Linked DNA regions of Zea mays: region 2 is linked to region 1. Evidence: chromatin contacts called from public Hi-C data. All regions are on one chromosome and are shown on one strand. Each heading gives the region's core, a stretch centred on a gene start, on an enhancer-like site or on the middle of the called end of the contact. The rest is flanking DNA. Distances are from core to core; before and after follow the strand shown. Region 1 holds the start of LOC100284460 (tetraspanin family protein). Region 2 holds the start of LOC100283307 (TOM2B).

Region 1 (5,300 bases), core at 883-3,382:
TGTATTAGGGCCATAATCCATTACCAGCCCTACCCACAGTACAACCTAATACTTGACAAGTGACAGCTAAAAGAAAAGGCAAAATCCTCTCCAAGGCAAAAAAGAATTAAGGTATCAATAGTTTCTGGGCCAGCCCATTAATTATCATGATAAGTTTTAAACTACCTATAATTTGTTCATTATCAGCTGATCACAACAAATATAACAGCAGAATAAATCTGCATTGGACAAACATCTATGCATCTCAAGACAGAAAGATGAAGCCTCCATACTATACTAACAGGGGCCGAGGATGGGATTTAGAGTTGAAAGCATTTGCATGAATATTAGGAACTTATGGAGTAGAAGTTGAAGAAGCAAATACAGTGGCATTGGAAGCATAAGTGTAATATGAGGATCCTTTGAGTTTAGTTAAGATCAAAGGATGTAAGATTAGTCTTGTCTCCTACCTCAAAAACAACAACGCCAAGAGCAACCCATCTTGCAATCTCCCAGTTTTTCTTCAGAAAGCCATACATAACATCAAAGTTATGTGTCTTGTCCACTGGAATTACCTGCAAAAGAAGTCAATGGATAACTACAGCTAGTCAAGGAAATGATAAGACAAGTTACACTGTAGTAGTTTAGTTCCCAAGACAAGCACCAAACAGAATACTCACATCTTTCCAGCTATGGTCAAAGAAAATGAATGCAGCAGCTCCAGCTTCAGCAAGGATCAACAATATGACCAAGAAGGCATACTTTTTTATAAGTCAAAGGAAACAAGCATGAATTAATAGTGTGATCTTATATCATTATAAAAAGTCAAATAACTACCTTTGACAAAATATCATGGGGCTGCAGAAATAGTTAAAATATTATTGCCTCTGCTACTGCTGTTCTATAAGATTGGCGTTTCAGAGTAGTACAGAAACAAAATTTGTTGGTTTAGCAGGTTCAGATACTAATAGCCCGTCTGGATTTAATGTGCAGCATAATTCCAAGTACTACCTCCGTTTTAAAATATTTGTCGTCCGTTAGTTTATTTTTGAACTAAACCGCGACAAATAAAAAAGAACGGAGGGAGTACTTTTTAGTGTATTGTGTATGACAAATGGAATATTCTTTAGAGAGGACAACAGAATGATGTCTAAGAGGCACATTAAAAAGGATACGAAACACAAACAGCAGGTGTTTCTTGTCCCTGCTCCAATGCAGCCAAACAGAGACACGAGGAAAACAGTAGCACCAACACCAATGAACAAATAAATAAACCTGCAGGGAACAGAGGCGATTCCATGTCAAACACAACCGTTTTGGCAGTAAGAACAAACAAATAACAAACCCATAATTGCCAAACTAAAGAACCAATGGTTCCGACTGGAGACTTGGAACAATTCAAATCCACATAGAATTTACTGCCTGACTAACAAGCTCATCGATCCGAAGGCGAATAACAAATGCTACATCAAACTGCAATTTGCAACTGAGAGTTTTGGCTATCATAACATCATTGCATATTTCAAACATTCGCCTCTTAATCATCCACTACATGGAAAATTAAAGTAACACTTGTCCTATTCACAATTGTGATTGCCACCCCTACTAAGCAAACCTCGCAGTTCCTCACAACCCAAAATCCTAATCAGTCGCGAGATCACATGGACGAAACCAACGTTGATACATCAGAAACAAAAAGGGTGCATGAGCAAGCAACCATCTCACCATGCTTTGGGTAGCATGTCGAGGAAGCTGTCACCGAGAGCGACAGCCCCCAACAACGGCCGGCCGGAGACCAGCACCTCCGCCGTCAACCCCCCGCTGCTGCCGTCCTCAGATATCTTCATCCACTCGACGAGCAGGTAGATCCCGTAGCCGACCATGGCGAGGCCGGCGACGGTGAGGATGAAGTTGAGCAGCCTGAGCAGGCACTCGAAGAAGCCCCGGCACGCCGCCATCTGCCGCCCTCCTCCCCTCCCTCCGCCACCGATCAATCGATCGATATACCAATCTACCAAGTCCAAAAAAACGCTCCGATTCTCAGGGGAATTCCAACTAATACCGCCCGAATCGCGCCGAATTTCCCGCGGTGGGTGAGGGGAAGAAGGACAGGAGGACGGGTTGATTACCTGGCGATGCTTCGCCTGCCGTTCTTCTTCCGTTTATAATTCTTTTTTAGTTTTTTGCGCGTGAATAAACTAAAAATCACTCGGCTGGATTGGGGCAAAGGAGGCGGTGGAGTTGGAGTGGACGAGGGACCCACCAGGTGGCGCGAGGAGTGCCGTTGCCTGAGGCAGTGGACGGAGCAGATCGGTTGGGCTGGCTGCATTAGGAATTTGAGCTGGAGTTATTTTTTTATCGCATCGGCGGCCATGCTGACGGTGTACGCGCGGGGACGGTTGCGCTGGCCGGTAGTGCTCGCCATTATCCCCGTGCGCAGTGGATATGCGCTGGCGGTCGGGTCACTTGAAAGGTCTGAACTGCCCTCTCATGGGCCGCCTCCGCAATTCGAGATGGCAAATGACATCGGTATATTGGCATGTGTTGCTGTTGTTATCGTTAGGCGAAGGGTTTGTTTGGTTGTTGGGAGTGAAAAAAAGCTAGTTTACGCTCTGAGCTATTAAAAAGCTAAAAATTATTTAGTGTAAATCATAAAAAACCACTAAAAGTTCATATATATATTCACAGTTTTATTTGAAAGTCATTAAGGGTACGTTTGGTTGCAGGACAGCAAGAACAGGGATGTCCCTTGGCGTACTCTCTCGTCCCTCCAATTTTGAAAGATAATTGGGGACAACACTAGATAGTCATGTTCCAACCTTTGACCTTGAACCAAACAATCTTATTTGAGGGATCGTCTCATCTCATTGTCTTGTCATTGCAATCAAACACATCCTAAAGGTAGGTCTAGAGGTGCTTTCAGTTTTAAACTGCGAGAGAGTCGGCTTCTAGAAAAAACTGATTCTGGATCCAGCCATTTGGCACGGCTTTTGGCTTTTGGGCAAAAGTAAAAGCCAAAATCCAAACAAAACACATCATAAGTTTGACCTGTTAGGGCACGTACAACCTAAATATTATTTTTGGTTATTTAAGCATTAGATATACTCGTTCATACAACTCAATATATCTAAGTCTTGTATCTTATTTACGAACATCTCAAGAAATGATTCATTTATGTGGGTTGTATGAGTGTAACCATATCTTAGACTCAAAAACTGTGCTAGAGACGTTCCTTTACTAAGATACATTTTTTGTGTTTTAAACTTATTCATTTAAATACCCCTTAAGATACAGACCATTTATGTGGTTGTACATAGGATCATTCCTAGCATTTTAGGGGCACTGAACGAAAACTACCATAGAGGCCTCTTAAATTGTTATCATTGATATTGGCATCAACATTTTTCTCTTCTTCAGAAAATCTCAATAGCGGGTTCTTCTTTCTCCACAACAACTACCGCTAGCTCATTATTTGGGTTAGTTAAAGCATAGAGATTACTGGTCATAAATATATCCATAGCTCATCTCACTGTTTCTATGAACCTATCCACCTGTTATTTTTTTTGTTTTTTCTAAAAGATAGATACTTTTTGATGACTTGATATCACAAATCATTTGGCCTTTTTAATCATTTAATACCGGTGTAAGATAAAGTTTGAGACAAAAATGTAGACTTTAGAACCCTCTATAAAATATATCAATAATCAATCATTAGTCTATAAGATTAAAAAACTCACATGTATAATACAAAGACTACTACACTATATACTATGACTACAGACATCTAACGAACAACGAGAGGCTAGAGAGATTGCGTGAATCATCTGATATATGATGTCGTGATCACATCGTACGTAAAGATTGAAGAACTCAATTACGATTTAGTGTCAGATGATCTAGAGTTACGGGGACATTATCAGCGTCGACGAGATTGGGGCATCGAGGCCATGAGGACGGCGTTGCGTCACTTTAGAAGTATGCGATGAATTTTTTTATTTTGCGGCGACATCATCCTCGTCGATTCGTTTCTCAGGTTTTCTAATAAGATGCAGCTAGCTAATAGATTGTCGAATGATAACTGAGAGCACCTAGAGGGGGGGTGAATAGGTGATTCTGTAAAACTTGAACTTATAGCCACAAAAACTCGTTAAGTGTTAGCACAATAATTGCCAAGTGGCTTAGAGAGGAGTCTCAACAAAACACAATACCACAAGAGATCAAACACAGAGATGACACAGTGGTTTATCCCGTGGTTCGGCCAAGACCAACGCTTGCCTACTCCACGTTGTGGCGTCCCAACGGACGAGGGTTGCAATCAACCCCTCTCAAGCGGTCCAAAGACCAACTTGAATACCACAGTGTTTTGCTTTGCCTTTCAATATCCCTTTTGCGAGGAATCTCCACAACTTGGAGTCTCTCGCCCTTACACTTTGGATTCACAAAGAAATACGGAGTAAGGGAGGGAAGCAACACACACAAATCCACAGCAAAATGCGCACACACACGGCCAAGAATCGAGCTCAAGAGACTATCTCAAAGTTCTCACTAGAACGGAGCTCGAATCACTTAGAATGACAAACGAATGCGCAAAGACTAAGTGTGGATGATCAAGAATGCTCTAAGGTTGCTTGGTGTCCTCCTCCATGCGCCTAGGGGTCCCTTTTATAGCCCTAATGCAGCTAGGAGCCGTTGAGAGCAAATCTGGAAGGCCATTCTTGCCTTCTGTCGTCGGGAGCACCGGACAGTCCGGTGCACACCGGACACTGTCCGGTGCCCGATTTCCTTCCTTAAACAGCGCAGTCGACCGTTGCAGATCTGGGAGCCGTTGGTGCACCGGACATGTCCGGTGCACACCGGACAGTCCGGTGCCCCCTTCCGACCGTTGGCTCGGCCACGTGTCCCGCGCAGATCGCGCGGCCGACCGTTGGCCCGGCCGACCGTTGGCTCACCGGACAGTCCGGTGCACACCGGACAGTCCGGTGAATTTTAGCCGTACGCCGTCGGCGAATTCCCGAGAGCGGCTTCTTTGCGCCGAGTCAGCCTGGCGCACCGGACACTGTCCGGTGCACCACCGGACAGTCCGGTGTGCCAGACCGAGCTGAGTCTTGGCTGTACACAGCCAAGCTTTTTCCATCTCTTTTCTTTTCTTCTTCTTTCTGTTTCTAACACTTAGACAAGTATATTAGTATACAAAACCAATGTACTAAGGCTTAGAAACATACCTTCACTCTTGATTTGCACTTTGTTCATCCATGAGCATAAATTCACATTTAAGCACTTGTGTTGGCACTCAATCACCAAAATACTTAGAAATGGCCCAA
Region 2 (5,300 bases), core at 1,390-3,889, 520 kb before region 1:
CATGCCTATATTGAAAAATGTATTTTCAGAGAAATAGCAGAGAACTTCCAATGTCTAATTGACACTAATACAGTTCGATGTAATGGTTATCTCAGTTGCCCTCCTACATGTCTAGGAAGGAAAGTTTTACTTCAGTTTATTAATGGATGCTTTCTTGATTTCCAGCCTTCCAGGTGGTGAAATATTGAAGCAGCACAATGGTTTGACTTTTTTATCATAATTTGAAGACTGGACAAGATAATTTGAAGAAAATTATCATACAGTAGATAGGATTAAAAACATATCTACATACACATGTTTTTGATGGATTGAAACCTTTTTGTTTGTGAAATTGGATACTTATATCCTTTCTTGCCCATGGGTAGTTGGGAATGTAGTGTTGCTGTAGCATTCCCACAGGGTGTTTATCCTTTCTTTTCCACTACATATTTTGACTTTCCATTTTTAATAGAAGATGACTGAATTACAACACCTAGAACATAATGGAGAACTCTACGCCCTCCACAAGTGGAGAAAGTCAAGCATGTATTCTGAATAGCCTTTTTCATTTGTGTTGCTCTTGCAACTTCAGGTTGATCCCATAGAAAGAGCACCAAAATTAGGGAAGCAAATGAAGAACAAGAGTACTGTATATAGTTCTACATCTCATGCCAATATTACCAAGTTAACATACTATGCCAACCTTCACTAACAGAAAATCACAATAAGGGTGTCCAGAATCAAGCAAAGCTCTGAGTTATGCAGTACCAAACCCAATAAAGCACAGAAAGGATCACTCCTTGCTTTTAAAAGAAGCAATAAAATGGGCCAACCAACCATATACTCAAACTCGGTAGATGGTATTTCTGTTGTTTTTCTCATCACTCAGACGTTTATCTAGTTTTCCTAATACCAATCAAGGCAAACAACCAAAAACCATATCAGTAAGCCTAACACAAACACATTTCAGAGATAACACTTAACAGCTTATTGCACAAAATAAACTATGCAGGAACAGAAAACTAGAAAAGATTGAATCATCACCGTAGCAGAAAAGAGGCAAGAAAATGCTAGGTGAACCGTAAGATCAGCATGACCAGAACAAAAGGTAAAACAAAACATCATCAAGTGTCCCTCTGTTCTGATCTATATTAGATATTGCAAATCTGCTTGTTGAAGAGAATATACTGCATGACTAAGCTGTTTATTCTAGGGAAAATAGAAGAGGGCAATAGCAACAACATATTTGTCCATCAATAATTTCCTCTTCAATCAGCAAAAAATGGGTCCTTTTTTTTGAAAACTAGTTATTGACAGATGTACATAACAATTTGTTCTAAATCATGTCCATATAAAACGAAAGGACCATGCATTAGCTTCAGGATTGAAAAAGGTCAGAATGTCAGATGACCCTCATGCCCCAAATCAATACTAGTTTTAAAACAGGCTCCATCACAGGCTCACAGCCATTTATGCTAGCAGAAGATCATTAGCCATTAGGTAATATACCGTACCTATTGTAAGATGTCATGGATAAATGTGACTAGAAAAGAACACCAAACTATGAAAAAATTGCAGAGCAAAAATGGGAGAGGACAACAAAAGCAAAAATACTTCACATATGTGTTTTCTTCCTCTATGTTTAGCCAGAGAGGTATTGGTTCACTTTTGTCAATGTCAGTTATGTACAACAGCTCATATCGATAACAGTTCCAGTTCATGATCCTAAAAGCTGAAGCATCATGGCATTGCCTTGATGATTAAAAAATGAAAAGGGTAGTTGAATCTCATTTCTCAATTCTTTACCAGTTTTCTTTTAAAAAAAACAATGCTGCAAGTCAAGCTCTGCAATTTATTTGCGAATAATAAGAACAATTTCCAATCTTATGTATTACATAGCCGTTACCATTTCCCCACCAAAGCACAATGGTATCCGAGTGCCCGAAACAAACAATTAATACTGCGAGAATTTTGTAAATTTATGTTGCACGCATGATTGTTCGTCCAAAAATTTCAGGCCTTAACTGCCAAGAAGAATTACACACGTTGCATACGCATACATAATCATATCCAAAAATTAAGAAATGAGCACAGAGTCACCCTTAAAAACTCTTCTCGTTAATTAAACAATAACAAAATGGAAATAATAATGCAAAAGGATGCGACAAGAGATTGCGTACGACTGGAATCGGAGCTCGTCTTCGGGGACGCTGTCGATGAGGTTGATCTGGTCGTACAACGAGAAGGTCCTCCTGCTCATATCCGCATTACAAACAAATCAGATAAAATCAAGCACCCACAAGCACCAGAGAAAGAGAAGAACAGCAACAAGTCGCATTTCCTCGGTCCAGCAGGGAGCCAGCGTATACCTGAGAGACGGAAGGTGTCTGAGTCGTGCGCTTCCGGAAACGGGATCACTCCGCAGCGACTTCACCAGCTGCGGCAGAGCCACCAGCGCCTTCTGCCCCCGAGCCGCCGCCATCGCCCCCATCCCACTTCGCCGGCCGGTCGGCTCCTCGGCTGGGGCGGTCGTTCCAGAATCTAGAGGGGTCGGGGAATTTTGCATTGAAGACCTTGTGAATTGTAACGGGAACTCGAAAAGGTCCCCACTTGACTTTCGGCCCGTTGTAAACCGCGCGGTTGGTGGGCTGGGCCTTTGGTTATTTACACATTTTCAATTTCGTACTGGGCGACTGGGCGTAGGGCGAGCTGAGCTCCCAAGTCGACGTGGCGGGGATGGCTGCGACGGCCGGCGTCGGCGGTGGTGGAGGGGCTAACGCGGCGGTGGCAGAGCAGATAGCACAGGCAGTGCGGTCCACCTCCAATCTCCTCCAGCTCATGGAGCAGTCCTCCCCCGCTCAGGTCTCCCGCCTCCTGTTCCCATCTCGTCTTGGTTGGTTTAGGGTGTTCCGATTGTATTCATGATTTTACAGCCGTTTGCTGATCACAAGAATCAACTCTTCCCCAAATTTGTGCGAAATTAACTAAACTTATGCTGTAATTCGTTCACGATGTCTTTCTTTACTCTTTAGAGACAATGAGGTTAGGATTTTTTATGGATTACTTTTGCGGTTTTGCCTTTGAAGGTGAAATGATTGCCCAATTCATGAATGTTATTATATTCATCTTATACTACATAACCTAGAAATTGTTCTTTTGGTGTTTGGCTGGTTCTTCTCGCCCTTGAGCCCGCGAGCGAGCAGTAAGTAGTTTTTTTGGTCAAGGTTAAGCTGAATATTTGGAAAAAAAAAATTCTCACATGCAGGATGCAAACCCACTCTTTGCAGCCCCTCACCTCCACGTGGAGGCCTACATAAATAGAAAAATAATAATTACCAAGTGGTTAGGTTCCAGGTTTTGATATGTTAGTGTGGGCCTCCAGGAGGTGAGAGTGAGGGGCTATAAACGAGTGAGTTTGCATCCGGTATGTAGAGATTTTTTTTCCCGAATGTTTATTCATCTTACAGCAATGCTTTAATCTAGAATTAAGACATCACATAGCACATGACATATATGAGCATGAGCAATTCATCATCGCATATGTGAATCTGCTATCGAACCAGGTTGTAGCAGATCCTAACCATATATCCACAACGCAAATAACCAGATGTGCTAGAAATGAGTTTAGTTTATACCCTTGAGTGGGACCCGAGCTAGAGATAGAGGGAACAATGTTACAACTTGGTCATGATGGCTTGCTCGAAGCAATCGATCTAGGCTCAATGCAGGCATGCATACTGTTGTCCTACGAGCGGTCGTCGATGTAGTCATCGCTCGGGGAAGAACACAGGCACCGAATCAGATCAAGATGAAGAGCAGTCACACTCACGCAGATGTGTTCCCCAAAAGCTTCATCGCTGCCTATCCATTTAGGTACACATACGGACTGAGCTTCATAGGCCTGCTCACTCAAGCCCATGTGTGCGTAAGCAACTCAGACTGAAGATTGCAGAGAGCAGCACAAGGACAAGAAGGCAGTGGAGAGAGTGATGAAGAAGAAGTTGGTGTTGGCTTATGCTGGAAGGAGAAGGGGTGTTGCCTTTTAAGCAGACTCCACTTCACATGGGGGATGAACATGGATGAGTTTTGGGAGGGGCACAATGATAAATATGTGCCTCTCCTGCTGCTAGTTTCAGGCTCATGCTACTACCTTATGAGTCGTTTTACAGTTCAGTTTTGTATTTTCAGCGCTACCTACCTCTCTATCCCTAGATCCCCTTGTGATTCTTCCTATTTTTTCATCATATAAATCAATAAAGATTCAGACAGTTCAATGAACTGCCATACATACATTCCTTCAATTAATAAGTTTATGAAACTGCGCCCACAACAGACATGTTTGGACGTTATGCTGTTGTTGTTACAAGTACAAGCTATCAGTTTGTTAACCAAGATGATCAGCAGAGGTGTACTTGTGGTCTCAGGTTCACTTGGCAAAACTACCCAAGAACCTGTTGGAAAAAGCATCCTTTGCAAAGAACACGGAGCATGTAAGAAATAAGTGTATCGTTGGATGCCAAAAACTAGTTGTAACATAGCCATTAATATATGTGTCCTGTTTTAGGTACTGCACCAGCTACCTCAAGTAATTTCATCCTTGGATGCTTATATGGACAGGAGTTTGCAAAGGTTACCTTCTTCCCCTATATGCATTTTTATTCATTAGTATCTTCTCACTAGAAATTCTAGCTTTTCTCTCAGACTTATTCATGGAACTTTTTTAGCTGCAATTTTTCTGTTCAGATTCCAACCAACTATGCTGAAGTGTATTTTGTCCCTACTTGCCTTCCAGAAAAGGATCACTTATGTCAATTGTGTGGCATATGCTTTTTATGTCTCAACTATTTACCAGTTTTTTCTTTAAAAAAAGATGATGCAAGACAGAATCATCAATTTATTTCTCAACATGAAGATCAATTGGCGAGCTTCTGGCTTACATAGGAAATGATCATTTCCCACCAGAACACATTGATCTATAGGACACATCCATCAGTAAACTGAAATCCCAGCTTGTAGTTCTGTAGGGCGCATAATGGTTCTTCTAAACTTCACGCATGTCCAGATTTCCGACCAACTAGGTTGAAGTTTGTTTTCTTTAATATCACCACTGATAATCTTTGCTTTTGTGTACTAAAAAACTGTGCAGTGCATCTCAAATTAAGACTGTCACACAGCTCTTGTCAAACATGGAGAAGACACAGCTGAAGTCCATGTTGCCTTCCTCTCGAAGGAAGGAAGATCAGAAGAGTACTGAACCCTTAAGAACTCAGGGTTGATTGACGTCACCGAGACATAGTGGAAGGATAAGCTTTTGCCGTCTT

What was found. A called contact is a pair of places that touch in the nucleus more often than the background predicts.
Region 2: a Hi-C map of ear shows a contact between it and region 1, with 3 times the contacts expected there. The contact joins the promoter of LOC100283307 here to the promoter of LOC100284460 in region 1. A contact is called at or near these places in 3 of 25 Hi-C or Micro-C datasets (ear, endosperm and tassel).

What each region holds. Positions count from the first base shown.
Region 1 is chr1:98,531,881-98,537,180 of Zm-B73-REFERENCE-NAM-5.0, reverse strand. LOC100284460 (tetraspanin family protein) reads right to left here and starts at 2,132. Exons shown (of 7, transcript NM_001157355.1): 1 at 2,109-2,132; 2 at 1,705-1,990; 3 at 1,155-1,254; 4 at 660-740; 5 at 450-554. The coding sequence starts at 1,937.
Region 2 is chr1:99,051,514-99,056,813 of Zm-B73-REFERENCE-NAM-5.0, reverse strand. It overlaps LOC100283307 (TOM2B), which reads left to right and starts at 2,639. Exons shown (of 4, transcript NM_001156209.3): 1 at 2,639-2,841; 2 at 4,404-4,469; 3 at 4,544-4,608; 4 at 5,126-5,300. The coding sequence starts at 2,716. The coding sequence ends at 5,255. It overlaps LOC100276291, which reads right to left and starts at 2,564. Exons shown (of 6, transcript NM_001150115.2): 1 at 2,349-2,564; 2 at 2,160-2,231. The coding sequence starts at 2,545.